Linked DNA regions of Sus scrofa: all the other regions are linked to region 1. A link is a contact called in public HiChIP or PLAC-seq data. All regions are on one chromosome and are shown on one strand. Each heading gives the region's core, a stretch centred on a gene start, on an enhancer-like site or on the middle of the called end of the contact. The rest is flanking DNA. Distances are from core to core; before and after follow the strand shown. Region 1 has its middle 310 kb from the start of CLIC5. Region 2 overlaps SUPT3H (transcription initiation protein SPT3 homolog). Region 3 overlaps SUPT3H (transcription initiation protein SPT3 homolog). Region 4 overlaps SUPT3H (transcription initiation protein SPT3 homolog).

The links. HiChIP or PLAC-seq counts read pairs in DNA pulled down with a chosen protein or histone mark.
Region 2: a contact with region 1 is called in an H3K27ac HiChIP or PLAC-seq map of alveolar macrophages. The contact joins two enhancer-like sites. A contact is called at or near these places in 1 of 47 Hi-C or Micro-C datasets (embryonic fibroblasts) and 1 of 2 datasets of contacts at active chromatin or transcription factors (alveolar macrophages).
Region 3: an H3K27ac HiChIP or PLAC-seq map of alveolar macrophages shows a contact between it and region 1. The contact joins two enhancer-like sites. A contact is called at or near these places in 1 of 47 Hi-C or Micro-C datasets (embryonic fibroblasts) and 1 of 2 datasets of contacts at active chromatin or transcription factors (alveolar macrophages).
Region 4: an H3K27ac HiChIP or PLAC-seq map of alveolar macrophages shows a contact between it and region 1. The contact joins two enhancer-like sites. A contact is called at or near these places in 4 of 47 Hi-C or Micro-C datasets (epiblast stem cells, heart right ventricle, mesenteric adipose tissue and 1 more) and 1 of 2 datasets of contacts at active chromatin or transcription factors (alveolar macrophages).

What each region holds. Positions count from the first base shown.
Region 1 is chr7:40,498,369-40,501,145 of Sscrofa11.1, forward strand. No RefSeq gene overlaps it. Among named protein-coding and RNA genes, the nearest start is that of CLIC5, 310 kb to the right of the region's middle. Within about 2 kb of position 1,408, at least 7 of the 83 cell types and tissues checked have an H3K27ac peak or open chromatin away from gene starts, as enhancers often do. A contact at or near this core is called in alveolar macrophages, where this site is marked.
Region 2 is chr7:39,785,978-39,788,754 of Sscrofa11.1, forward strand. All of the region lies in intron 11 of SUPT3H (transcription initiation protein SPT3 homolog), which reads right to left. Among named protein-coding and RNA genes, the nearest start is that of RUNX2, 320 kb to the right of the region's middle. Within about 2 kb of position 1,359, at least 2 of the 83 cell types and tissues checked have an H3K27ac peak or open chromatin away from gene starts, as enhancers often do. A contact at or near this core is called in alveolar macrophages, where this site is marked.
Region 3 is chr7:39,807,673-39,810,449 of Sscrofa11.1, forward strand. The region is part of intron 11 of SUPT3H (transcription initiation protein SPT3 homolog); the gene reads right to left. Among named protein-coding and RNA genes, the nearest start is that of RUNX2, 300 kb to the right of the region's middle. Within about 2 kb of position 1,374, at least 9 of the 83 cell types and tissues checked have an H3K27ac peak or open chromatin away from gene starts, as enhancers often do. A contact at or near this core is called in alveolar macrophages, where this site is marked.
Region 4 is chr7:39,939,111-39,941,887 of Sscrofa11.1, forward strand. The region is part of intron 3 of SUPT3H (transcription initiation protein SPT3 homolog); the gene reads right to left. Among named protein-coding and RNA genes, the nearest start is that of RUNX2, 170 kb to the right of the region's middle. Within about 2 kb of position 1,346, at least 5 of the 83 cell types and tissues checked have an H3K27ac peak or open chromatin away from gene starts, as enhancers often do. A contact at or near this core is called in alveolar macrophages, where this site is marked.

The DNA of each region.
Region 1 (2,777 bases), core at 158-2,657:
ATATTGGAAACTATGACCTTTGCCTTGAGCCTGAACAGCCCACTGGTGCTCTGGGGATTGGAAATGTAGACAATGTCACTGAGATCTAAGTGAAGTTGTTGAACAAATGCAAGATAGAAAGTAGTTTCTCTTTCAGTATAAACTCATTTCTAAGATTAATGACTGCATTTTGAAAGGAACAAATACCGGCAAAATCTTAGATTGGAAAATGGTCCCTAAGTATAATAAGACTGAGAGCTCTGTATCTCAGCTTGTACACACTATATATTTGAGTGTGTGCATATGTGCATTTATCATTCATTCATTCGTTTAACACATAATCGATTATCTCTTCTGTTGCTTTCACGATGCTAGGTACCATGTCATAGTGACCAGATTTGGTTTCCCAAGTCCACTGCTCCCACAAGAAACTCTAGACTTTTCAACTTGATTTCACAGAAACCAAAGGGCAGAACTGTGTTTTTTTCAGCTTCACGTGGTACTTTCATTGCTCCTTTAAAGTGTCAAGATTTAATTCGAAGTACCAGCAGCTCTTTAGTTTTAATTTTTATTTTTTTATTGAGGTATAGTTGATATCCAGTGTTTCAGGTGTACAGCAAAGTGATTCAGTTATACATATACATAGATATAAATAGAATGTCCTTTCTCATATTCTTTTCCATGATAGGTTATTACAAGATATTAAATGTGGTTTCCTGTGCTATCTGGTAGGCACTTGTTGTTACTTCTATTATATATAATAGTGTGTATCTCTTAATCCCCAATTCCACCCCCTTTTCCCTTTGGGGACCATAGATTGGTTTTCTAGGTCTGTGTATCTATTTCTAGTCTGAAAATAAGTTCATCAGCTCTTAAATTACATTATCTCGGAAGTTTCTACTCACATGCCAACTCTTTTGACATTCAAATTTCAACTCCCCCCCTTTTTCTCTTAAAACGATGAGCCCCAGGTAATTCATCTTGTGATGTTAGAGAGGATGACAGTGTGGGTCCGAGCTGATTAAAAAGCAGACCAAAAATATGCACGTGGCTCCATTAACACTTGTACTCCCAGGTCCACTGAGATCCATAACCCATAACCCATGTGCATCAATGGCTTCTGATCTTGGACATAAGACCTGAGGTGGCGGTCATGTTCGTCCCCCCTGTCCCATGACCTTATGCCTCTTATGCCAAATATTCCATCCTGAAGTCCCATCACCCCTGAAAACCATTGTCAGAATCATGATAATACAGTAAGTTTGCCAGGCAAATTGTGAAGTATGAGTCACAGTTCTATTGGTTCTGCATTTTTGAAAACTGCAAAATTTTGATCAAGATAGAAACTGAAATCTCTGAGTGTCACCTCCGGGGAGCCCTGACACGCTCACATCAGACTGTCCTTCTCACCCACCTCCCATAGCCCTAGTCACGCTATGCCTCTGCCACGAGTTACCCCCTGTTTGGTGCTCGGCCACTGGAAGACCTTCTGCCCCGGAGCCCTTCCAGTGGGTCTCACAGGCACTCACTCTGAGCCTGATCTCCGGCTTACCTGCCAGTCCTGGAGGGTGGTCTTGGAAGTACTGTGTTTCCCGTCTCCCTTTCCTCCCCCTGTTCAGACTCTGGGGTCCAGCCCTCCCTGGACTCAGCTCTGCCCTGGCTAAGATCCCTACCCTGAGGCTGGGATCTCCCCATCACCACTTGCTTAGACTTAGAATGGGTTTTTGAAAACCACTTATAGGAATCCACTGATATGTCGCTCCTTCCAAGAAGGCGGTGTTATCTTAAAGTGACCCTTGGTAGATAAACCTCACTGCAAAGGCTTTAGAATTGGGATTTTAAATTTGTTATTATTTATTTATTTATTTATTTATTTTTGGCCACCCCACAGCCACGGAGTTCCCGGGCCAGGGATCAGATCTGAGCCACCGTTGTGACCTAAGCTGTAGCTGCAGCTCTGTGCTGGGCCAGGGATCGAACCTGTGTCCCAGCGCCCCAACATGCTCCGATCCTGTTGCGCCACAGTGGGAGCTCCAGAATTGTGTTTCATGGAGTCCTTCCACGGATGTGCCTGAAGATCACCCCCTGGAGCCTGGAAATACTGCTGTCTTCCTGGGCTCTGACCGGGGCCACACCGCTTATATACCCCTTCTGCTCTGGGCCACCAAGCACGGTCAGAAATGGGTGGGCTCGGGAGCCTGACCATTCGATTTGAACTCCAGCTGCGTGACGTTGGGCAGGTCACTTAACTGATTGTGGCTCGGTTTTTTCATCTGGGAAATTGTAACCATAATAGTACCTGGTACCTGTCTTTAAAGGGCTGTTGTTGGACTCAATGAGTTAAAACATCTGGCACATAGCAAAGGCGATTGAGGAAGTTGCTGCTATGATTTTATATGGGGTGCCCTGCAAGATGGCACTTGAAGGAAGGTTTCCATTACTTTCCAAAAAAAATAAATAAATAAATAAAAGGAAAAACAAGCAAACAAAACCCCAAACTCCCGCTACCTTCAGTCAAAAAATGAACAAGTTATTGGAACTCTGCCACCCAGGGTAGGTTTCTTGGCGCCTCTGAAATCCTCCCTAAGTGTGGGGCTGAGCTGGCTCTGGGTTGGTGAGTAGACTGGCTCACACCCGGCATTCACATTCGGAGTGCTGACTTAGGGAGAGGGGTTAAGTGTCGTGTCTGGGCCGTTTATTCATTCTGTTACTCTATAAGGTGTTTTTTGTTTTGTTTTGTTTTTTTAAATAAGTTGTATTGAACTGATGCTATGAGGCTCCATGATGATGCATGCCAA
Region 2 (2,777 bases), core at 109-2,608, 710 kb before region 1:
TAAGGATCTGGCATTGCTGTGAGCTGTGACATAGGTTGCAGATGCAGCTTGGATCTGGCCTTGCTCTGGCTGTGGTAAAGGCTGGCAGTCCGATTTAACTCCTTGCCCAGGAACTTCCATACGCCACGGGTGCGGCCCTACAAAGACAAAAAACAAAGAAAACATATCAGGATGTATCAGCTATCCTCTCATGTGCCTTTGGGGCTGGAGATGCCCCATTCTTTTAAGGAATTCAGGCTCACAGCATTGAGGATGGCCAGTTTACATCTGTTCATTCATCCACTTACTCAGTACTTACTGAGTGCCTATGATACACCATGCTCTGCTCTACGTGCTGGGGGCATACCATAAGTACAATAATCTGACTTTCTAGTGGGTAAGACAGTCAATAAATAAGTAATAAACACTCTGACAGTGGTAATATGTGCTATGAAAACAAATAAGGTAGGGTGAGGGACAGAGAGAGGGGGTGGGAGTTTGCCTCTTCGACAAAGTGACATAAGAGGCCTGAATGAAATAAGAGAGGGAAGCTGTGCAGACAGGCTCTGAGTCATAACAGAGAGTGTGGGGGCATCACTGCAGTCATATTTGAAACAGGATCCTCGGTAAGACGATGGTAACCTTGACAATATCCTGTCCTCCTTCAATATTTTCCTATGTACATCCTGTGGGAAAGGTACCTGGTTGGCTCTGAGGATTTGGAGCAGTGATCCAGTCATGGTTCTTGTTGGCAAGATCTTGCTCTGGGTTGGTGGGTAGGGAGAGGGAGAAAGTTACTTAGATGTGTATGTGTGGGCCTATGAGGAACTCAAAGTACATCACACATTACACATGACCTGTCACTCCAATTCTGAAGTCTTGTGAAGAGCTTGTTGACCCATGGCCAACTAATCCAAACTCTTCCAACAAGAGACACGGAGGGCTTTAGTAACACGGAGAGTTGAAGTCTTATCTAATAGTTTGGTTTTAGAAATAAACATGAAGGTTCTGCTTCCTTTAGAAAAATGGGTGACTGCTATCAGTTTAATAATAAACCTGGTAAGACATGTGATCGTGAGGCTGGTCAGTGCTGCCCAGTTGGGATTATTTCAATATAAGGAAATGAACAGAAAGAGAGTCACTGGCTTTTCATATACGTATTTAAAAATTAGCTCTCTATTAGAAGATAAAGATAAGAATTTTTTTTTAATTTAAAAATCAGAATCTTTAAAACATAAAGATAAGATTTTTAAAAAATGCTAGTACCGTAATAAGAGCAGTTTGATGCTCAGTGCTTTCGCACAAGGAGATATGATTGGTGTGTGGTGACTGACAGGCCTGTATGCAGTTTCCTGTAAGATATGAGGGTCCATTTATCATCTTACCAAACAGCAGCAGCAAAGGTTATGGTACTGACTATGAATAAATGCTCACATCAGAATGAATCATATCAAATGAATCATATCAAATGTTCAATGACGTCACTTGCTTTTGTCAGAACAAAAAGATATTGCTCAATGAAAAAGACTCAAGTCCACTGACTGTTGGGAAGCAATGAACTGTTCCATGGAAGGATACTGTTACCTGGGCATGTTGTGGCCCCTGAGATGACAAGATAGATTAGATAAGAAAGTATCCAATGTTGCTAGAAATTTTAGAAATACTAACAAATAAAAGTCTAGTTTCAGGAAAATACCCTTTGGCATGCTAACAAAAGACTTCTTGGTGGCAGAGATTTTTATAAGTTGTTTTCTGTTAGCACCCTAATGATATACATAAAAAAAGCCTTAGAAATTCCAAATGAGGCATATATACATACACAGAAAACGACAGACTGAAAACAATAGTGTTTCTTAATCTGATGAAGAACAACTATGAAAAATCAACAGCTAACATCAATTTTAATGGTGAAAATTTGAACATGTTCCCCATAAGATCAGAAATAAAGCAAGATGTCTATTGTCACCATTCCTATTCACCATCAATGCCAGGAGAATAAGCCAAGAAAACAGATATAAAAGTCATACAAATTGGAAATGCTGAAATAAAGCTGCCTCTATTTACAAACACAACAGTCTCCACAGAAAACAATAAGGAATCTAAAAAATAGACATTGGAACTAATGAGATTATTAGCAAGGTTTCAGAATATGTGGTCAACATAAAAATCAATTTTACTTATGTATTCTAGCTATGACACAATTAGGAACTAAAATTAAGACATAAAAGCATGAGAAAACATGATAAACTTAAGGAAAATGTCAATAAACTATATGCAAGACCTGTACAATGAATATTACCAAAGGTTGATGAGAAAAATTTTAAAAGATCTAAATAAATGAAGAGCTTTACCATGTTCATGGGTCTCAAGGCAATATTGAGATATTCTCCACAAGCTAATCTATAGACTCAGAGCAATTCTTTTCTAAATCCCTTTTCTGTAGAAAGTGACAGGCTGATTCCAAATGAAAAAGCAAAGGACTTTGAACAGCCAAAAATCTTTGAAAAAGAATGAAGTTGGAGGACGTACACTAACTTGAGCTCAAAACTTAGTATGAAGCTAGACTAATCAAGTCAGTGTGGTAACAGCATACAGATAAAGATCTAGATGGAACAGTGGGGGAGTGTCAAACAGACCCACATGTGTGTGGCACATTTATTTTCAGCAAAGGTGCCAAGATAATTCAGGGGAGGAAATATTACTCTTTTCAAAAGATAAAGCTTAAACAACTGAACATCCATATGCATCCCCCACCCCACTTATCCTTGCCTCACACCATATATAAATAGTCATTCCTT
Region 3 (2,777 bases), core at 124-2,623, 690 kb before region 1:
GAAAGGACTCCCTGACAGCTGATGACAGTCATTCTTCACTCACTCATTTATCCATCTTTATTTAACAAGGTGACAATCACGTGTCAGGAAACACTTGCCATTTTCTTGCTTGAGAAAGAATTTCAAGGGATAAGACTTCAGAGAAGAAACATTTTTCTTTTCCATTTCCCTACCCTCCCATTTACAAATCAAAACAAAGGTAGAAAGCATATTATTTATACATGTATACAAAATGTGTTCAAATGCCTATAGTCTGTCTTTTCCTAGACATCTGTCAAATACGTATTTTTTTTCCCCAAGGATTTTAACTTTTCATTCCCCTACTTCCCAGCTGTCCTTTTTAGTGATTTAAATAATGATGCTTTCAAAAACTGGCATAAGTTATAAATAGCTTCTACTAATGGAAGAGTGTCCCCTTTTCTCACAACCTAACCCTTTCCATTAGCAGGTATATAGAACATAGATTTAAAACGGTGATCTGAAATAGAAAAAAACCAAAAAACAAAACAACTTTAGTAAAGAATACACATGCTTAGGTACTGATGCCTGGAACTTATTTTGAAATGGGTCCCAAAAAGAGATGGTTGATGAATGAATGGAGGATGGACAGATTTGCAACAAAACAAGAACAGTAAAATATTAACTGTGGATACAGGTGGTGGGTAGTTGGGTGTTCACTATAAATTTCTATCAACTTCTCCGTAAGCCTGTTTTATGCTACAAAGTTTCCATGATAAAAAGTTCATCAGAAAGCCATGTCCACTTCTTTTTCTGCTGTTGATAGTATATTAATTAGTTCTCTGATTTTGGAAGACTGTGAAATTTTAGCTTTTTTCTTCTTCGCCACCTGGAATGAAGAGAGGGTCTGGAGGGAAATATCTAGGGGAATTGCTACAGATTTAATTGTGTCCCCCGTTCAAAATTCCTGTGCTGAAGCCCTAATGCCTAATGTATATTTAGAGATAGAGCTTTAAGGAGGTAAATTAAATGAGGTCATAAGGGTGGGCTCCTGACCTGATAGGATGGGTGGCTTTTTAAGAAGATGACAGGGCCCTCTCCCACTGAGGAAAGACCATGAGAGGAGACAGCAAGAAAGTGGCCATTTGCAAACCAGAAAGAGAGCTCTGGCTCGGAACCTGGATTGGCCAGCACCTGGATCGAGGACGTCCCAACCTCCGGAGCCGTGAAAGTAAACGTCTGCTGTTTAAAGCCACTCGGTCTGTGCTATTTCGGAATGGCAGACTGAGCTGACTAATACAAAGCCTGGGAGTTAAACATCTGTGGATATTTAGGCAGTCTACATGCAATTAAGACAGAGGGAGGAGGAGATCTGAATCAGTACACTCAGAATTAGAAGGAGGGACTGTTACAGCTGGAAGAGGGTTTAGCAACCATGTCATCAGAACTCTCGCGTTACAGATGAGGAAACAGAAGCTCACAGAGGTCAAGTGATCTGAGTTCCTTTGGAGAGATCAGTGGCGGAGCCAAGGACTTTGAGCCCAGGCCTCTTGACTTCTGCCCTTTTCACCACACCGCACGGCCTCATTCAATCAAACCCCTGGAGCCAAGTGTTGGCAGCCAGAAACCTAATTTCTTCTCTTCTACTGAAATCTAGTTCCAGAATTTAGCTCCATTTTTCTGACTCAGTACTTTTCTCTCTACTCTTATTTTCATGACAAATCGGTGTACTTATATGGAATCAAAACTAAAGGGAAGTCTTGTGAACAAATATAAAACGTGTAAGTAAACAAAACAAAATACACAGAAAAACCAACATTTACATTTGGACAAATGGTGACTCAGTGGTTCATTTACTGCAGAGGCCTGTGTGCCCAAAGACAGCATATGTGTTCATGAAAGGCACCTTCCTTCCCAATCGTCGCCTGTTATACAGAGGCATTCTAGAAAAATAATAAAAATGCATTTGTTTTCCAAATTAATCATTTATAGTCTAATTTAGCACAGTATTACATATTTAAAACATTTAAAATACCCATTTTGATAAAACATTCTCATAAACAGACCAAGAAAACCAGGCTAATAAGCTTGTGTGCTTTATAGGGCAATAAAATAATACATTTTATAACATTTGAAAATAATATAAAATATAAAAATTGAACAATATAATAATTGAACCTTTTTTGGTTAAAAAAAAAAGTGCTTATAGAACATTTTATTTAACTTTTCCACTAGGTAAACTTCGAGTGTGTGAAGATAAATACTCTTAATGATGTGGAGACAATGGGAATGTGCCAGAGGCGGCCAGAGATGGGAATAACCTATTACTACCAGTCGATAGTTACAGTTTTTAACCGTTCTTTGATTTTCTGCATTGACTTAGGTTCCCTACACAGAGCCATAGAATTGAGCCACAAGACAACCCACTCCGTAATTTTTCTTTTTACATTTATGTCAGTAGTAATTCAAGTCTACAACTATATGGCGTGTTGATAACATAATATAATTGATTCCCCACGACTGAGTCTTTTCAAAAGAATGTTTTGCAAGTTCTGAAGATAATTACCAGAGAGTAATTTCAAAAATATTTTGAGTAAAGGCAGCCCTGTTTGGAATTGGAGAGCTATTCAAGGACATTTTGTTTTGAAAGACACAGCCTCTGAGAAATAATGCTCTGGTTATACTTGACAACAAAACAAACAAGAATAAGAAAACCGGCCAAATTGCTCCTCATTTCCACTATCTTTTAAAAATGGCTTCAATGCTGTTTGCATTGTCTGAGGCTGTGGGCTACCCCTGATCAATGACTGTGCCGAAGA
Region 4 (2,777 bases), core at 96-2,595, 560 kb before region 1:
CTGAAACATGGGTAATAAATGTGGCTGGAACTACTAGATAGGAAAAATAAGCTCCATCGTTATCTCATTCCACAAACAGAAATTAATTTGATGTAGATCACAGACTTGAGCATAAAATCCATAACTGTAAAAATACCAGAATAAAACCTGAGAGATAAAATCTTCATGACCTTGCTTACACAAAGATTCATTGGACAAAACATGGGAAGGACAAATAATCCAATAAAAACAGGCAAAAACAATGTATACATGTATGTGTGACTGGGTTACTTTGCTGTACAGTAGAAAAATGACAGAACACTGTAAACCAGTCATAATGGAAAGAATAAAAATCATTATTAAAACATAAACAATAAAAGCAGGCAAAAAAACTGAATAGATACATCACCAAGTGAGATATATGAACAACCAATAGACATACTAAAAGGTGCTGAATATCATTCAACAAATAGAAATAAAAATCACAGCGAGATAATAAGACTGCATACCACAGAGTATACAAAATAAAAAGACTAACAAACCCAAGAAAGCTAGACACAAAAGAATACAGTCTATATAATTTCATTTATACAAAATCTACCAATAGACAAGCTAATCTGTGGTGACAGAAATCATCTGGGGGCAGTGGGCAGGTTGTGACCGAGAAGGGGAATTTCCTAAAGCAATGAAAATGTTAGTCCTAGTTTGGGGTGATGGTTACATAGCAATGTAGACTTGTCAGAGCTCCCTGAATCGAACAACTAAAATGTGCATTTTCTTACGCTAATTTTACATATTCATATATGCATATGTACATATATTACATATGTGTATGCATTTATATTCTCTCTCTATATAAAACATATATATATTAAATTTAACTAGCTAAGCCTGCTTTGTATAATTAGTAATTTAATAAACATACATATACTGAGTTCCTAGCATGTGCTAAATTATTTGTTTTTGTGTTAGGAAGATATCGTAAATGTTCCAATACAAATACTATGATTAAAGTACAGTGCTCTTGAAATCTTCCCCCTAAGGAATGGTAACTTGTTCATTCTCTGATGATAATGTTGTTTAGGGTCTTTTCTGCCTATAAGATACCCTGTATCTTTTTAAAATAGAATACGCCCCTTTTTGCAGAGTGAAAAGTTATAACATGATATCTTAATAATTATTGTTTGCTGTCAGTTACTTTCTATTTAAGTGCTTGTACATTTTAGAATACCCTCCTAATGCTTGATAGTTAATTAAGGCCTGAGAAAAGCACTGGACAACAGACTGTCAAATGCTGGTCACAGTGGACATGGTGCTATACTTGGACAGTCAGAACTGTCCTTGGCTTCCCTGCCTAAGTGGTATTTGTGAGCAATACTTAGGTTTCTACAGACTAGAACATTTCCAAAAAAACAGTGCTAATCACTTGCAAAACAACCACTGAATTTCAAAATATCTCTTTAGTAGAGAAATGCTCACTGTCTTCCACCTAGATGTTATGCTTGAGTCATTACCTTATCTGCTGCATTTCCTTGATAGGAAATTCCATTTCATGATAGCAAACCCTCAATACTGTTGTTGCAGATATTTCAAAAGTATGTGCTGTGACCAATTCATGTGATTCTTTGTGATTTTAAAACTTCTATATATATAACAACTGCAAGTTCCAGGAAGAACAAACTATTATTAAACATACACAATGTACCAACAGTACGTAAAACATGGCCCAGGATGTTCTCATTTTTCCAAATTCCTTACTTCCCCTAATTTCAATAAAAGAAAAACGTCATCCTGACTTAAAGTTCTGTGAGTCATTTCTTATCATAAATAATAATGATCTAAAATTACTATGTTTGCATGTATCTAGAATTATAATAAATGCCATGTGTCAAAGGGGGGTATTACTAGAGTAATTTTCATTATCTATAGAATTAGTTCACATAATATATTTAATAGCCTATTATATGTTTAGCTGGCAAGTTTCTACATTTACTAACCCCATAATTTTAAATTAGAAAATTATATTTCAGCCTACTGTTTTTATTTTGACTAGATCCAAAATATATTAATTGTGGCACATATAGTCAATAAATGAGCCATTATTTCTCCAAGGTGTGTAAAATACATACATAATGATGCCAACTGCATTAAATTTTCCTGCCAAACAGGAAAACAATTAAAGTTGTGTTAACTATAAAATCAGGATTACATTTATTTTAATAAAAGGAAAAGATTTACCTTATTATTTTTTTCAACTTCAGACACACAGTTATGTGAATGGTAACCCAATGCTGACTGTATAAAATACGAACGAGGCAAAGGTTTTACAGCTGGTTTTGATCAGCTTCCTTTGTTTAACATTAAAAGTTAACTTCCAGAAGACACATACAAGCTACAGGTAATGATTACCAGATGGAGATGTTCTTCCTGTTACTGTGTCTGATATCATAAAGAATATGCTGTAAGAAGGGAAAAAAACAACTTGAGCAGGGATTCTGATGTCTTCTGTGGTATAAATAGGCTCTTTCCAACTAACACTGGTCGGCAGAGTCAAAGATTCTTTAGCATCAGAATGCTTCTGTACTTATACAATAGAGTGAAATAAGGTCATAGTCAGCATACATGGTCAAACATCCATGAAGTAACATGAATGTTTTCTTCTTACCCATGATCAGCTCAGAATAAAAGGTTTGCTCCCCGCTACATAGGTCACGTTCCCACTCCATGTCCTATAACCATCTAGCCTATGGTCAAGCCCTGGGAGTCTAGATGCCCAGTCTCCTTGCAGGGCCCCCAGC